Regions from separate parts of the Zea mays genome. Here region 2 is linked to region 1. The links are chromatin contacts, called in public Hi-C maps. All regions are on one chromosome and are shown on one strand. Each heading gives the region's core, a stretch centred on a gene start, on an enhancer-like site or on the middle of the called end of the contact. The rest is flanking DNA. Distances are from core to core; before and after follow the strand shown.

Region 1 (4,396 bases), core at 960-3,459:
CGAAGCCAGATCTGTCGCCCGTTGTCGAACGATTTTGTTGTTCCTGCCCACCTTGAAATCGGCCAGGAATTTCGCCTTTGCTTCCCGGATCAGCTGCTCCTGGCGCTCCTCGAACAGGAGCTGTTCTTCAGCTGTCAAGGTTTCCCATGTTAGCTTGATGATATTGCTGGTGGAAACTTCAGAGCCATCCTTTGAACCGGTCATTAAGGGCCGATCTTGATAGGTCTATATGAAATAGTCCCCAGCGGAGTCGCCAAAAGTGTGTTGGTGCCTTTTTTGGGCGCCAATCACTAAACAAGAACCGCGGCGGTGCTCTCTACACAAGGGCGGACGGTCCGCGACCTGGCGCAGGGCTAGGGTTCTCTGCCTGACGGCCAGATGGTCCGCGCACTGGGGCCGGACGTTCCGCGCGTGTGCAGGGGCGGCGAAGGTCGTCGGCGGCGCCTGGATCTCGCTCCCGGGAGGGACCCCGTCGGGGGGGGGGAGGAGAGATCCTAGGAGTTGTCTAGGCTCGGCAGGCCGACCTAGACTCCTCTAATCGACGTAGAGTCGAGTAGAAGCGGAGATTTTGGGGATTGGAAGACTAAACTAGAACTAGACTAGAACTACTCCTAAGATAGAACGTAAATTATATTGATTGTAGGTTCGATTGATTGATTCCAAATCGGCCGTAATCCTCTGTATTTATAGAGGAGGGGGTAGACTTTTTACAAACTAATCTCCCGAGCTAATTCCATGAATTTAGCTAACAATCGTAGCACAAAACTCGGAACCTTAATCTACTCTGCGCACGCACGAACCGTCCGTACCACCAGTGCGGACCGTCCGAACCGCGGACCGTCTGACCCCAGGGCCGAATTGTCCAGTCCTCAATTTGGTACTCAACAGAACCCCTTCGCCATCAGAGCGCCTTATAACAATCAATAGAACCATCCAGTTCGCATTCGAGCTTGAAGACCGGCTTGCAACCAATAATATTGAGGCCAAAACAGGGGGCACAAAGATGGCAAGATGCCATGTGCAACGAGGACGTGCTATTAGAGACTAGTAACCGACTTTTTTTTGATACCTTGGTAAAAATCGAGGCGTTTGATTCTTTATTATACTTTTAGTATTTATATTCGAGTAATTATATTCGAACATTCATATTACTAGAATTACATACCATGCTAGTAGAGAATTGGAACTTATAGTGCAAAACTTTTAATCGATAGGTAGAAACACATGTAGACATACCGAGTGGAGTGGAGTCGAGTTCGATAATAGATTTTAGTTTATAAAAGAAATAAGAGAAACCCAATTGACAGTGTACTAGATATGCTTTGGCTCTCTCTCTCTACCTCTCTTTCCCCTCTACAAATCTTACACTGTACCGAATGGCCTGGCCATTTGGCTCTGGCATATGTGGACATGTGGTAATATAACCACTTAAGGTCTTATTTGATTATTCATATATCATATAGATTGGATGGAATTAAAAAAATTAGTAGAGATTTTGACTTGATATGAATTGAAACTTATCAAATCCCTTGAAATCTATATGGATTGGAGAGAAAACGAATGAGCCCTAACCAGGGACACTTCGTCCCTCCCCGTTGCTGTTTAAAAAAATAATAAATAAAAATGCTGGAGTAGTAAATAGCAGTGCAGTAGCATGTGTGCGTTCTGTGGAACGACAGCTGATCGTATGGGCGCGGTGGATCGATCGATATGGGTGGATAATGGCGGGCGGCATGGCGTGAGCGTGCGCGCGAGCACACCGCATGCACTCGTGCCGGCGGGACATGGATCGGAGACGCCGATCGAGTTGACCAGTAAATGCCTACCCAGCCAGCTGCGCCTGCGCCCGGGGTCGTCGATCGATCGGATCGTCGGACTCGGAGACGCCCGCCGCAGAGCAGGGCAGGCCGGCAGGGACACGTGCGTGTACTGCAGCCAGAGCCAGCCAGCCGGAGCCCGGCCGGCCAGAGCCTCCCCTGAGACCGAGACGCGCGCCGTCCATGTCGATCGATCGCCAGTAATAATGGCCATGGCGAGGGCAGCGCTGCTGTCCGCTGCCGCGTCGCTGTTGCCACCACTGTTACGTGCGGGAGCGCGAGATGGATCGGTCGGTCCCTCGCACACCTGACGCGTCGCGCGACTCCCCTTCCTCTCCTCCCGGCTTGCCCTACTTAAACACCCAGCAACCCCCCCGGCAGGTCCGTCCGTGTCCGTGTCCGTCCTCTCGATCTCTACAGCAGCTAACTAGCTAGCCACCATTGCACCACGTCTTTCCTCTCTGTCTCCATCTCTTGCTCGATCATCATACACACATACCCGATCGACTGCTCCAGCCTCCAGCTCGGTGTCGTATAGTAGTGTATATGGCAATGAGCGAGCCGAGCTCCGACACCTCGTGCACGTCCTCCTGCTCGTCCGGACCCTCCACGTCCACCAGCCCGCGCGCGGCGCCCTCCGCCGCCGCCGCCGCCGCATCGGGCGGCGGCAAGAAACGTCCGCGCTCAGACGACGGCGGGTCCAGCTCCAGCTCCGCCCCGGCGTACCGCGGCGTCCGCATGCGCGCGTGGGGCAAATGGGTGTCGGAGATCAGGGAGCCCCGCAAGAAGTCGCGCATCTGGCTGGGCACCTTCCCGTGCCCGGAGATGGCGGCGCGCGCGCACGACGCGGCCGCGCTCAGCGTCAAGGGCGCCCGCGCAGTGCTCAACTTCCCGGGCCTCGCGCGCCACCTCCCGCGCCCGGCCTCCCTCGCGCCGCGCGACGTCCAGGCCGCCGCCGCGCGCGCCGCGCTCATGCACCACTCGTCCGCAGGCTGCTGCTGCTGCGGTGGCGGCGGCGGCGGCGGCTCTACCGCCACCGCCACCTCGTCCTCATCCTCCTCCTCGGCGGCGGCGGACGTCGGCGGCTGCGGCCAGCGGCGAGATGGCGCCGCTGCGCACGACGAGCCTGAGCCTGAGCGGCAGCCCCTAGAGGTGGCCGCCGAGCTGGTGTTCGACGAGCTGGCGCCGCTGTGGGTGGAGGACGTGGTGGAGCTGGGGCCGTCCGCCGATCACCCGTGGCCGTGGACGCCGTGCGATGGGCTCGACATCGCCGCCGGCTTCCACCCTCTCCCTCTCCTGTGGGACGACTACTAGCTCGCCTCGCCTCGCCTCGCTTGTGCATGGCCTTCAACCGTTCTGGTTCTCTGTTTCGTGTTTGTTTTCCAGTGCAAGCCTGTGTGGTCTTTGTCTTCTTTTTTTCACTTGTTTTCATCCTGTTATTCTATCCGTGAAAAGGAGAGAGAGAGAGAGAAAAAAAAGAACACTGCCATTCCTTCTCCTCCCAACGCAAGGAAAAACTAGCTCGTAATTTCTTCGTGCGACACTGTTACCCACGAAAGGGGGTTAAGATTAAACGACAGGTTTACTATGGAAGCACTGATTCCGGCCGGATCCTGCACATTTGTTTTTGTGTCATTTTGTGCATGCGAAACCACTTTTTTTCTGAAAGCAAAGCATTGGCCCGATCGACCACTCTGCACAACTCGGAGATCCCACGGAGATTTGGTTTGGTCCCCCGACTCCTCCTGGATTTCATATTTTTTTTAAAAAAAAAAAGAAAATCCTTTGAATTTTAAACGAAACCCTACCCTCTGCTGGCCGCAGCTTCCTTCCATAGTCCATGGAGCTGGCTGGAGGCTGCCAAGACGGGAAGCTAAACCCTGGAAGGAAGCAGGACTGCAGGAGGCAGCGGCATTAGTAATTGTGGGAAGAAGCAGCTGTCTGAGACATCTCTGTCTCCTTCCCCGGGCGCACCTGGCGGTGGACGGGGCTCCACTCCGGCAGGCCGGCCGGATCTCGCCGTCGCAGCTAGGGAGTCAATGGTGCCGTGCGGGAGGCGTTGCAAAGAGAAAAGCTATCGTGATAATACAACACCGAACCGACTGATATCTCTGTCGGCCCCTGCACGCAATAGGCTGGCCGTGCACCTCTGGCCATTGCGAGCATGTTCATGTCAGTGGACGCGACAAAGAACGGATATTTTTTGCTCTCTCTCTCTAGCCGCAGGCACCACCGTGGCGTGTTCTCCTGAGCTGCCCTGGGTCGGCTACGCTAGCTGCAGGCAGCAGCTGCGCGGAGCAAGCTTGCAGCAGGTCGTGGTCCTTGTCGTCTTCGTGGAGTGCCAGGTGTGCCTGCCTCCTCTTGCACGCCGGCACGACAGGTAGACGGCTGCCGACTGGCGATGGAGGTTTGGACAGTGCAGGACATGCAAACCACACACCTCCTGTGTGTTTGTCCGTGTCGTGTGTGCTAACGGTCTTGAAAACTACTGCTGTACTAGCTGTAGGACTAGGACTAGTACCGTCCAGCGACACGGCAGATGCTCGACAGAGAAGGTGCCATGCCATGCCATCTGGGCA
Region 2 (4,396 bases), core at 483-2,982, 160 kb before region 1:
TGTAGGAAAAAAAAACGAGAAACGAGTCCATCTATATCCTCCTTATGTCATTTTATTATTGATAGAAGGATTTAGGATTTATATCTGAAATCTACATATAATAACTGAGTTGTAGCTAAGTGGTAGGCTCGGTGATTACGAGCTGACCGGTCCAAAACTGAAAATAATCTCCGTTCCTCGTCTCAGGCCCGTCTCCGACGCTTCTGAACCTCAAATGGCAGTAGCATCTCACTTGCCACAGGATTTCCATCCTCTGAAACTGTCAATGATATACATCGTCCAATTCCGAAACTGTGGATTCTTCAGGATCATAAGCAGACATAAATAATCACATATATAAACAAACAGCAGCAGTGGCCAGTGGTTCCCCTCTTTCGTTGTCCTCATGCATGTGACAGAGTGTGAGCTAGGGGAAAGCCGAAGTCAAACGAACTTCGGTGGAATGGACCTTGTGGCTGGCGTCAACGAACGGTGCTGCTAGCTAGCGTGGTGCAGCAGGAATCTTGGGGACTGCTGAACTCGTCCACCCCCGGCTGCGAGTCCCAACAGTTTTGGGATCCCTACGCTTAAGCATGTGATGGAGGAATTAATTAGAGCATGATGAGATGCGATTGGGATCGAGTCAAACAGAGTTGCTGCTTCACTTTGCAGAATCACTTTCTACGCACACACAAAAAGATAGTTCCCCTTCAAGATGACCTAATGGTAAACACGAGTATACACATTACTAGGAGTTGGGAAAATTGTCAAAAGAAGAAAAAAAAAAGATCTAAGGGCTAGTTTGGAAACACTAATTTTCCATGGGATTTTCATTTTCCCAAGGGAAAATGAACTAATTTCCCTTGGGAAAATGAAAATCCCATGGGAAATTAGTGTTCCCAAACTAGCCCTAAGGCTGCTTCTAATCCCGTAGGTGGCCCCGTTTGATTAGAGGGACTAATCTGTTTGTCCCTAGTTTGACAAACAGAAGGATTAAATCATGAACTAATTAGCTTCAGTTTCTAGTCTCTCATATGAGTGCTAAAAGGGACTAAAGAGCAATATTTACTCCAATTATTCTTGCCTAAAAAACTAGCGTGAAACAAGAAAAGGGTATTTCAGTATTTATGTATTGCATTTAATATATTTAGAATATGTTTAGTCCCTATAACCAAATAGGGTATGGACTAAAGTTTAGTATATATACTAACATTTAGTACTAGGACTAATGAAATTAAACGGGGCCTATATCTACCGTTGTATATGCTATCAGCCGTATTATTGACTCTACTATCGACCATTACCAATCTTTATATAACGCGACGCTCCAGTGTGCAAGCTTTATTATTGGTTAACAACCACCTCATTACCATGTTAGCTTCTTTTTACAGACTTTTAGTTGACATAAAACACGCCATTTTAATGAAACTTAATTAAACAAATAAAAACTACATAGTTCATAAAATATAAAATAAAAATCTATAATTTATAAATAAAATTTTATAACTTAAACATAAATACATAATCTCTGTTGAAGGAGGCTTTTAATATTATGGTTCTATATTTTAAAAATGCAACTCTATTAGATAATCTTATAATTGGAAAACCGAGCCTGATTCAAGGGCTCAGGGTTTAAACAGGCTCCAACTGTGGTATCCGTATTTACGCTGACGGGCCCAGCAAGAGAAGAAAGGAAACCATAAACCTGCGGCTCCATCGAACTCTGCAGCCAGCCTGCGTGCGCCGCCCTAGCTTCCGTCGTCGTCATCTTCTTCGTCGGAGCCTCGGAGGATACGAGGGGCCCCTGCGCTTCGCTACATTCTCAACGAAGCCCCTCTCGCAGCGGGCAGAGGCCGTACGGCGGTGCGTACCCCACCGGCACGGGGCCGCGTTTGCAGGGTGCCGCCGTACTACCACACAAGGCGCCCTTATTTTTCCCTTGTGCGCGCCCGCAATGCGCTCTTGAGATCCCCGGCTCCTCCTCCTCGGTCTGCTTCTCCTGCTCCGGCTGCTGGCCCTGGCCACCTACCCGGAGCGGGAAGAGCGGCGGGAGCCCTGCATTTTGTTCCGGTTCTCCGCGTGCCTCATCCGCCCGCCCGCGATCCCCGGGAGGTTAGTTTCTCAGCTCCGATTTTTTGTTTTGTGGTGCCAGCTCGAAAGATTTTCCTTTTTGTGTGTGGTTCCTTCCAGGACTAGTGCCAGCTTACCTCTCGGGGTGGGCGGGTTTTGGTCGATTTCCTTCTCAAAAGGCAAGTCCTATGGACGAGGATTCATCGTCCCTTCGCGATCTTGTTGTTGTTGCTTGGCTTGGCTGTTATTAAAGTTTCTACCTTTGAGCCCCAGATTGGTTTTGCTTGTGGTGGGCAAGCGCATCTATACACACTCCTCGCTTTTCGACGCCATCGACGCGCAACTCCGTTTGAGGTTTGCGTTCCGTTCGTGCTTTCGATCGCCAGCAAGTATCATCACTCTTCATTTTCGATAGATTAGATTGAAATAGTTTTGATTTGCGTGTCGATTTTACATTGGGGTGAGGCATGTCTCAGGCTTTTAGAAGCCGCAATCCCCTTTTGACTGAATGCTACTTTTGGATAAGAAGACGTCCTTTGTTTGTGCATTTGTTTTCTTCGCAAGCATTTACTGCTGCAATTGCTCACTGTTTGATGCGGCGACCCATGGAAAGTCGCAAGGATAAACCTGACAACGATAGATCTATTGTACGCAGTCTGGCGATTGGTCAATCGCAGACGTCGTGCTTGGGCCGGTCATCCTCATGCTGTTGCAGTTCCTCATGTTTCAACGCGTACTATATACTATTTGTCAAAAACCGTGCGTCTGCAACCCGTTTCACACCTGTTTTTTTGGGGACGCCCAGTGACAATAGAAACTAGAAAGAGTCAACAGCCCGCAATTTTGAATTATTGGTGTCTATTATTTTGAATCGTGTATTGGATACTTGCTACCGTTGAACTAGCCATTTTTCTAGTGCAATGATTGCCAATATATTAGTTGCCGTTGCTCAACAGATTCTGTTAACAATTTTGCCTCCCTATTGCTGTATTTTAGGACTCTTGGGAAGCCCTCCCTGTACGTGACTACTGGGACCTCCACCAAGCTCTTCAAGTTCCAGGATCAGTTCCTCTGTATTGGGCAATCTCTAGACCTCTGTAGATTATCAGCCTGATTCACAACTTGTTGCAGGTGCAAGAATTCGACTGCAGATTTTAATCGTGATTGACACGATTCCTGGTTTGAGGGCATCTGTTGGTGTTTCGAGCTAACAGGCTCCTTTCTCCCTGCTCGAAGTTTCACTTACTTCAACATGTGGTTTCTATGGATCCAGACTTCCAAAGTTGGAATCTGATCACTCGCGTCAGTGCTTCTCAGCTCCCTTGTTTGCCGTTATGGAGGAGCAGAACTCGTGGCTCAGGACCAAGTTCTCCAATACTGTCTATGCTAGGGTGGATCCCCGGAGAGTACCTGTTGCTCCGCTTAGCAAGGATGTTGAGCGGAAACTGCACAAATTCTTCAAGATGAAGAAGACTGTATCGATGCCTGTTGATCGGGATGATGGAGACACAGGGACTGCATTCAAGCACTGTGCTAGCTTGCCGCTAGTTCGATCCCAGCCTCAGCTTGACAGGGAAAAGGTCAACAAGCCCGAGAGGGCGAGCCTGGAGATTCCTTCAAGCTCCCAGATGATCTCAGAGAGTTGCAAGACTCCAAAAGCAAGGAGCCTGGTCAAGACCCCAAGTTCGATGATGCTCCTGAGCTACTTGAACAAGTCACCGTCAAATCAAGGGCATAGTTCTCACAAGGCTTATGGATCCAGACCGAGATCGAAGTCCCCCCTTCCTAGTATTGTGCCTTCCGAAGTGTTTAGGGAAGCAAAGTCTAGCAGCCAGAGGTTTGCAAGCCCTCCTCCACAGCGAGGAGGATCTGCAAAGAGTATATATGGCAAGTCATTTGGTAGGCAGGTCTCTGATATGGGTCAAAGTCCTAGATGGCGCTCAACTCCAGTTGTATCTGGTAAGCACAAGTCTCAAAAGGATAATGCTTGGACAAGGAAATACAGTGGTGGAAGGAGGGTTAGTGCAGTGAACCCTGCTGATGATCGAAGGGCACAGATGGTTAGAATGAACCAGGCAGTGCAGACGACAGTTGATTGGACACTCGATCCGTCCAAGCTGCTCGTGGGGCACAGGTTTGCTAGTGGAGCATATAGCCGGCTGTACAGGGGGTACTATGATGATAATCCAGTTGCGATCAAATTTATCCGCCAACCCGATGATGACGACAATGGGAAGATGGCTGCAATGCTTGAGAAGCAGTATAACAGTGAGATCAATTCATTATCTCACCTGTACCACAAGAATGTGATCAAGGTAACAGTTAACAAGCATGCAATCAGTTTTGT

What was found. Hi-C and Micro-C count contacts between places; a contact is called where the count stands out from the background.
Region 2: a contact with region 1 is called in a Hi-C map of root tip, with 4 times the contacts expected there. The contact joins the promoter of LOC100279762 here to the promoter of LOC103634944 in region 1. A contact is called at or near these places in 10 of 25 Hi-C or Micro-C datasets (bundle sheath, ear, leaf and 4 more).

What each region holds. Positions count from the first base shown.
Region 1 is chr8:23,282,598-23,286,993 of Zm-B73-REFERENCE-NAM-5.0, reverse strand. LOC103634944 (ethylene-responsive transcription factor TINY) reads left to right here and starts at 2,209. Exons shown (of 1, transcript NM_001371010.1): 1 at 2,209-3,431. The coding sequence starts at 2,364. The coding sequence ends at 3,131.
Region 2 is chr8:23,442,005-23,446,400 of Zm-B73-REFERENCE-NAM-5.0, reverse strand. It overlaps LOC100279762 (putative protein kinase superfamily protein), which reads left to right and starts at 1,732. Exons shown (of 4, transcript NM_001152720.1): 1 at 1,732-2,091; 2 at 3,046-4,364. The coding sequence starts at 3,384.